Linked DNA regions of Mus musculus: region 2 is linked to region 1. Evidence: chromatin contacts called from public Hi-C data. All regions are on one chromosome and are shown on one strand. The core of a region is the stretch at or near the end of the contact, and the rest is flanking DNA. Distances in the headings are between cores, read along the strand shown. Region 1 has its middle 51 kb from the start of Mboat1. Region 2 overlaps Mboat1 (membrane bound O-acyltransferase domain containing 1).

Evidence for each region. Hi-C and Micro-C count contacts between places; a contact is called where the count stands out from the background.
Region 2: a Hi-C map of regulatory T cells shows a contact between it and region 1, with 3 times the contacts expected there. The contact joins two enhancer-like sites. A contact is called at or near these places in 10 of 484 Hi-C or Micro-C datasets (the C2C12 cell line, CD4 T cells, DN3 thymocytes and 7 more) and 1 of 115 datasets of contacts at active chromatin or transcription factors (T-cell acute lymphoblastic leukemia).

Annotation. Positions count from the first base shown.
Region 1 is chr13:30,083,358-30,087,363 of GRCm38.p6, forward strand. No RefSeq gene overlaps it. Among named protein-coding and RNA genes, the nearest start is that of Mboat1, 51 kb to the right of the region's middle. Within about 2 kb of position 1,839, at least 92 of the 459 cell types and tissues checked have an H3K27ac peak or open chromatin away from gene starts, as enhancers often do. A contact at or near this core is called in the C2C12 cell line, T-cell acute lymphoblastic leukemia and regulatory T cells, where this site is marked.
Region 2 is chr13:30,189,746-30,193,713 of GRCm38.p6, forward strand. All of the region lies in intron 1 of Mboat1 (membrane bound O-acyltransferase domain containing 1), which reads left to right. Among named protein-coding and RNA genes, the nearest start is that of Gm40869, 26 kb to the left of the region's middle. Within about 2 kb of position 2,381, at least 36 of the 459 cell types and tissues checked have an H3K27ac peak or open chromatin away from gene starts, as enhancers often do. A contact at or near this core is called in the C2C12 cell line, T-cell acute lymphoblastic leukemia and regulatory T cells, where this site is marked.

The sequences.
Region 1 (4,006 bases), core at 589-3,088:
TACATACATACATATATTCAGAGATGTGCATACAGCAAAGAGCAAACTCATTGCACATAAATTATATTGTATAGTTTATAAAATATCAACAAGGGCCTTCAGATGGGAGAAACTGACATTACAAGTTTCACTATTTTCCTTCAAACGTGGTTTCCCATCAATTCAACAGGGATTAAGTGTATATGTGTATCATTAATTGTGTTAAGCATTTTGGAAATCATTAAAAGAAGTTTAAGACAATCTTGAGTTGTCTATGGACATGAGTAATGATTCTACATCTTCCAAAGGTTTTGTGTTTTTTAGATTATATAGCTGGGGCGTATGAAGAAGGAGATGAAGAGACTGGCCTCTGAGCAATGATGCTGACAACAGAGATGGAGGGTTGTAGGATCTGGATCCTGCCTGGCAGATTAAGCACACACTGTAGGACAAATTGTGGTTGACTGAAGACAAGAGCTCCTCAGGTTGCGCAGAATTTTCAGACATTTGTTACTCAGAAAGCTGGGCAGTTCACAGTTTTAGTCTTGGGCCCAGGCCTTAATCTGTGTCTATGTCATGACAGTGGGGACGGTGGAGGGAAGTGGGTAAATCTATAAATCTTAAAACACTAGAAAGGGTTGGGGTGTTCTTTCCAACAGAGCTGTGTGGTACACCCACGCCCCCAACTTCTGTATGTAAGCCATTCCTTCTAAATGAGGTCTACCCAAGTACCCTAAAAAAACAAACCAAAAAAACCCGAAACCCATTATCAGTCCTCGCAAGCCTAACCATTATCAGTCCCCGCAAGCCTCCATATCCTGCTCTACGTTCTTTCCCATAGTGCTTATCTTCTTGCTTCAAAGCATTCTTGACTGCCTGGAATGCCTGCTGTTTACTGTCACCTCCTCGCTAGAATGCAAGCCCACCATGTTAGGAACCATTGGTTATTTTGTGCATGGACAGATAGTAGGTGCTCAGCAGATATTTGAAAACTCACTAATAATGGCTCTGATTAGCATTCACAGAGCAGATCCCGGACCCTGACACACCAAGCAACGTCAAATAGTTACCGTCCCTTGATGAAGTAAGACAATTCTTGTTTGCCATTTCAGAAAGAAGGAAACAGGACCACAGACAGGTTAGGAGGAACCAAGGTTGCCTATAAAACTAGTAAAAAAGTGGTACCATGGTCCAGACACGAAAATACTTCTCAACTCAGAAATATGGATCCCAGAAAGCAAGAATGAGCAAGCTACTGGGGACTGGCTGGCACTTGGAAGCCAGATGGTTTTGGATCGGCAGGTCTAAATCCTTAGCTAACTGTGTCAGAGGAAGCCATTTTAAGGAGTACATTCTCCATGAAAAACCTGGCAAGACACAGAAAAACATAGAGGCGAGGAAAGGGCTTTTATAGAGTAATACAAGTGAGAATTATACTCAAGTTTTTCATTTCTCAGTAATTAGATTCCGTTTAAATTCACATCTTTAAAAAAGGTGAATGCAGGCTGAATTTCCCTTATCCCATATTTTGGGTAAAATGTACCTAAAATAAAATCTACCTAATGTTAGCAAATTACTAACATCTCTTCATGTAAGTAATTAATTTGGTTTCTGTTTTGCCCTGCAGATGGGACAATTTATTATTACTGCTAATAAATCTCTAGGAATTAATTGTTGAGATGGGATTAACAACCCCAAAATGGTTGGAAGAAAATCTTAATTTGGATCATGTTTTCCTAACTCTGTCAGCAGCTTCTGATTATAAAAATAGTCTCAACCCCCTTAGGCGGGACTTACTCTTCCGGTGTCTGCGGAGGGCAGGGTGACCTTTCACTCGCTTTTGATGACCGCCCTCTTGTGGTGGATCGTGAGGATGCACGCCTAGCTCCAAGGTTCTTTGTGAGAGAGCCCAGCCCCGCGTGGTCTAGAATATTCTGGGATCTCCCTGGTGAAGATTTCCTTGCTCCCCTCTTCTTCTCGGGGAGTCTGTAATGTTCTGTAAACACAAGGACAAATATATTGCTGTTGTTTCTATATTGTATTTTTGACTGTTTATTTTTGTGGCAACTGCTGTTACTGTGGCCAATTTTAGTCGTAATTATTTTCCTCTTCCTGCTTTACAGAGGGTTGTAAGAAAATGTGAATAGAAGAAAATCAAGAAGGCTAAAGGGATTTCTTCTCATCCACGCTTTTAACTTCACTCCACCAAATGGCTGCGATAGTTTTTGTTTGTTTTGTTTGTTTGTTTGTTTGTTTTTCTTTCCTTAAAAATACAAGGTAAAACCAAACAGAAACCTGGAGGTGGAGAGTGGTAGCACAGGCTGGTGTCTAATCTCAGCACTTGGAGGATCTCAAGTTCGGGCCTAACCAGGGCTACATAATAAACAAATGGACAAAATGCCAAAGGATGATAGATACATAGTTACGCCTGAGAAATAACAGGCTTGAGATTGTAAATTCTCTCACTTAGCAGTTGCTTTAAGTTTTAAGGTTCTAAACCTTAGGAGAGGTCGAACATCAGATATCCTGTATGTCAGCTATTTACATTATGATTCACAACAGTAGCATAGTTACAGTTATGGAGTAGCAACAAAAATAATTTTATGTTTGGGAATCACCACACCATGAGGAACTGTGTTAAAGGGTCACAGAATCAGGAAGGTTGAGAAGCGCTGCCTTGATGTTAAAGAGAAAGTATAAAGCTGACAGAGGAACGGCATTTGTATCAACTCTTCTACAGGGTCTCTCATGCACAGACACTGTGTATAATGTCTCTTGGAAATGTAAACCTATGGTCCTAGCTACAGCTGAGCTTATTTAATGGGTGTCACTTAAATTTTACTTAAGCAAGGGACAATGTCTCTATATACACACACACATATATATATAATATATATGCATGTATATACATATATAATATAAACACATACAATATATACATATATAATATATACTATATAATGTTTTTATTATTGAAAAGTTCATACATGTATATAACATTCAATCAATAACATCCACCTCCCTTCCTCCACCTGGACCCCCCAGACCCACTCCTACCTAATTTCGTATCCCCTCTTTTCTAGCCCACTGATTACTATTTGTGCTGCCCATATGTGAGCGGGTGTGAGACCATCCACTGAAGCACTGTTGTCGTACTATAGATCACACTTGTCTTTGTTAGGGTTTCTGTTGCTGCGATGTTGTTGCCATGGCCAAAAAGCAAGCTGGGGAAGAAAGGGTTTCCTTAGCTTGTACATCTACATTGCTGGTCACCACTGGAGGATGTCAGTGCAGGAACTCAAGCAGGATAGGAACCTGGAGGCAGGAGCTGATGCAGAAACCATAGAGGGGTGCTGCTTATTACTGGCTTGCTTCCCAGGGCTTGTTCAGCCTGCTTTCTTACAGAACTCAGGACCACCAATCTAGGGATGGCAACACCCATAATGGGCTGGGCCCTCTCCCATTGATCACTAGTCGAGAAAATGCTTTACAGTTTGATCTCATGGAGGCATTTCCTCAAGGGAGACTCCTTCCTCTCTAAAGACTCTAGATTGTGTCAAGTGACCTAAAAACCACCCAGTACAACACCTCTAAAAATAATTCTCTCCTTTCTAAGCAGCTATCAACTGTCAAACAGTCTTCAGCTACGTGTGAGGTCTTGGAAGCCCCTTCATTCTTCATGATAGGGTACTGAATGGCTCAATCTTAGCATCCACAGATGCTGTGATTTCATGAGCGCAGGGGGCATCCTGGCACCTCCAGAAGATACTGTTTCACCTTGCCCCAGTCCCCAGGCTGGCACTTCACTGTTTCTCTTCCCTCTTCTGCCATGCTACCTACAGCCTTATGGCAAGGGATGTGTACAGCTGACCATTTATGGCTGTGCACGGAAAGTCTATCTTGGGTATACTTTATGACATACTGAAAGAGTCTTGGATCTCTAGGATCTGAACAGAACTGGAGTCTGAACTCTCATACTTAGCTGTTGTGATCATTCGAATAAAAATGGCCCCCATAGGCTCATAGA
Region 2 (3,968 bases), core at 1,131-3,630, 110 kb after region 1:
TTACATTGATGGATTTTCGTATATTAAACCATCCCTGCATCCCTGGAATAAAACCTACTTGGTCAGGATGGATGATTGCTTTAATGTGTTCTTGGATTCGGTTAGCGAGAATTTTATTAAGAATTTTTGCATCGATGTTCATAAGAGAAATTGGTCTGAAGTTCTCTATCTTTGTTGGATCTTTCTGTGGTTTAGGTATCAGAGTAATAGTGGCTTCATAAAATGAGTTGGGTAGAATACCTTCTACTTCTATCTTGTGAAAAAGTTTGTGCAGAACTGGAGTTAGATCTTCTTTGAAGGTCTGATAGAACTCTGCACTAAACCCGTCTGGTCCTGGGCTTTTTTTGGCTGGGAGACTATTAATAACTGCTTCTATTTCTTTAGGGGATATGGGACTGTTTAGAAGGTCAACTTGATCCTGATTCAACTTTGGTACCTGGTATCTGTCCAGAAATTTGTCCATTTCGTCCAGGTTTTCCAGTTTTGTTGAGTATAGCCTTTTGTAGAAGGATCTGATTGTGTTTTGGATTTCTTCAGGATCTGTTGTTATGTCTCCCTTTTCATTTCTGATTTTGTTAATTAGGATTTTGTCCCTGTGCCCTTTAGTGAGTCTAGCTAAGGGTTTATCTATCTTGTTGATTTTCTCAAAGAACCAACTCCTCGTTTGGTTAATTCTTTGAATAGTTCTTCTTGTTTCCACTTGGTTGATTTCACCCCTGAGTTTGATTATTTCCTGCCGTCTACTCCTCTTGGGTGAATTTGCTTCCTTTTTTTCTAGAGCTTTTAGATGTGTTGTCAAGCTGCTAGTATGTGCTCTCTCCCGTTTTTTCTTGAAGGTTGAATGAAATTTTAAAAGAACAAAACAAAACCAAAAACAAAACAAAACACGTTTCTCTTTTCCAGTCCCCTTTCTGGAACTGCCTTGACTTTTAGGTTTGTCTCTGTTGTAGATTTGAAAAACTCATCTCAGGAGCTGAAAACCCAGAGGCTGACTGGATTCAGGGCTGTATTGCCTCTTGGTGCAGAAGGAGCTTGGGCTACCTTGTGAATGCTGGGTGGGGGAGAGAATGGGTACCAGGCAGAAGCTGGGGAGGTCACTTTGAAACAGCCCACAGTAGTTGGTGAGTCCATCCCGTCCTCAGCTCATGCACATGCTAATTTTGGTAGTGTAGATTGCATGCACTGCTTCAAGTGGTCATGTATGTTAGCTTCTTTAGTCCAAAGGTGACAGTGAAACAGGGGACTGATCAAATACTAAGGGTGACAGGCAGGAAGGATGGAGTGTGGTTCTTGCTACGACTGGAGATGGATCTAGAAGACGTAGGAACTTCAGTGAAGTTTGGGCAAGCCAGGAACCTTTGTTAATTCAGACAATACTTTGCAGTCACTTTTAGGCTGTATTGTTTTTGTTTTGTTTTGTTTTGGTTTGGTTTTGAGATAGGGTCTTTCTATGTAGCTTGGCTGGTTCTAAAACATACTAGGTTGCAACCTGGGCTGGCTTCAAGGTTGTGCTAATTCTCCTGCCTCTGCCTCCCAGATGCCAGAATTATAAATACACACCATTCTACCTGGCTAGCTTGTGCCATTGATTATTTAGCCCATTGAAAGCTTTCTTTCTCATTCATATCAGTGTTTCAAAGTGGAGTATGGTGGGGTAAAGAGGCCCACAACACATGTTACTGGATTCCACCCATGAAATGCCCCACTTCAGTAGATCTGGGTTCCCAGAGAAGGTGCATCGTTAACTGGTTTCCAGGCAGTGCTGTTGCTACTGTCCCGAGGGCTGTGTTCCAAAGAATACTGTATTCCCTGAATCATTTCTCATCTACAAACGCTCCATATTTCCTGGCCAAACAGAAGGAATGGAACAAATATCTCTGTGGGTACTTTCCTGAATAAATATGCCCTATTCTAGGCTGGTTGCTGGGCTAAGAAGAGTCTCCTTCTCTCTCCCTCTCTCCCTTTACCTCTCTCTTCCCCTCTCTCCCTCTTCTTCTCTCCCCCCCTCTCTTTCTCTCTATCTCTCACACACAAATACACGCACACAAGTTTTCATTTGTTTAAACAGGATTCTTTTTTTAAAAAAAAATTTATTTATTTTATGTGTATGAGTACACTGTAGCTGTTTTCAGACACACCAGAAGAGGGCATCGGATCCCATTATAGATGGTTATGAGCCACCATGTGGTTTTTGGAAATTGAACTCAGGACCTCAGGAAGAAGAGTCAGTGCTCTTAACTGCTGAGCTGTTTTCTCCAGCCCCAGCCAGGATCTTATTATAGACCCTGTGGCTGGCCTTGAATTAGCAGTCCTCCTGCCTCAGCTCCCCTCTGCTGGAGTGACAGGAGTGCTCTCCCACTAGATTCTCACTCTTGTGTGCCAGTTGTTGGTTGCTCATTTAGCCTAGATTAAAAGAGGGTCAAAACTTGCATAGTAGGCTTTTAAGTCCTTTTCTCTGGGTCGTTTAAGAGCCCAAGTAAAGGTGGAGTCTAGTGGGAACAGGTGTGTTTGAATGTCTGGCGAGATATAATCTTTTCAACAGAGAGGAAACTACAGTCGTCATCAAAGCCAGACCAAAAACTTTCTGAAAGTTCCATTTTCTGTAAGGGGTCTAAAGTATTGTTGCTTTTTTTTCTGGAGAAAACAAAGTGAACTCAAGTGGAGCTGATGCCCCCCCCTTCTTCTTCCCCTCCCTCTCCCTCTTCCCCTCCCTCTCCCCTTCCCCTCCCTCTCCTGCCCCTCCCCTAGTACACAGCTAATGAACATTAGTAACAGCTGCACCTCTTTGAGGCTTGGGAAAGTGCTGATGAAATCCTGTGGTTTTATTCATGACTTAAGATTTTTTTTTTAACTCTTTGCTTTCTAAAAGTGCCTTGGTACTGATTTTCATCCTAAATACTTTGAAGAGTTTACATGACTTTTCCAGCTTTTGATAATGGTCAAACCACTCAACATGTTTGGAATTTGATTTGCCTTAAGTTTAAACTGCAAAGATAAACGTTAGTGCTTTTTTTCAAAAATTAGCTGATTTTTCCCATGGGTTTTGAGGAATTTTTAAAAAATGTTTTTTCTCTTTTTCTCTCTCTTTTTTTTTCCCCCTTGGCTTGCATAGAGAGCCTAGGCTGTCCTTGATCTCATATATGCAGCGAGGGGTGATGACCTTGAATTCCTGATCCTCCTGCTTTGACCCTCGAGCGCTGAGGTTTTAGGTGTCAACTACCATACCCAGGTTTTAATGTTTTAGGTAAACTCCTCCATCTCTTCTTCTGTCTCTGGTTTGTCTTCCTCTTGTTCCTCCTCTTCCTGTCTGCCTTAATCTCATTTGCCTCATTGCCAGTGCTGGGGACCAAGTCTAGGACCTCATACACACAAGACGACTGCCCTACTGCTAATCCAGCCAGGCCCACACCTCTTACAAAAAATACTCCTTGGAGATTGATCACTGAGACTTGGGTCAGAGGGAGTTTGCTGTCTTTTAGAGCCGGCCATGATTGACACTGGGAAGTTTAATGTGGGTTGTATCTCTTATGGATATCCAGAGTCACATCTTGAACTTGCAGACATTGTGCTGATTTAAAATAAGTAAAGTGGGGTTATAAAACACTTGATCACTTTGGCATAACCTTGGATTTTTAAGTTTTCAGAAGAAAAAGCATATTAGTTAACTATTCTTGCTGTTGTGGCCAGAAGCTTGACAACTTAGGGAGGAAGTTGGCACATGGTGTGTGGGATCCCATCCACCATGGGAAAAAGGCATGGTGGGAAGAAAGGTCATACTATATCCATAGTAAGGAAGCAGAGGGCAGATAGGAAGTGGGGCTTACCACCCTCGTGACATACTTCCTCCTCCAGTGAGGCTCCACCTCTTAAAGATACAACAACCTTCAAAAAATAGCACTGTGGAATCTAATGTTCCAACACGTCAGCCTGTAGGGGGCGCTTTACATTTAAACCACAGAACAAGGGCA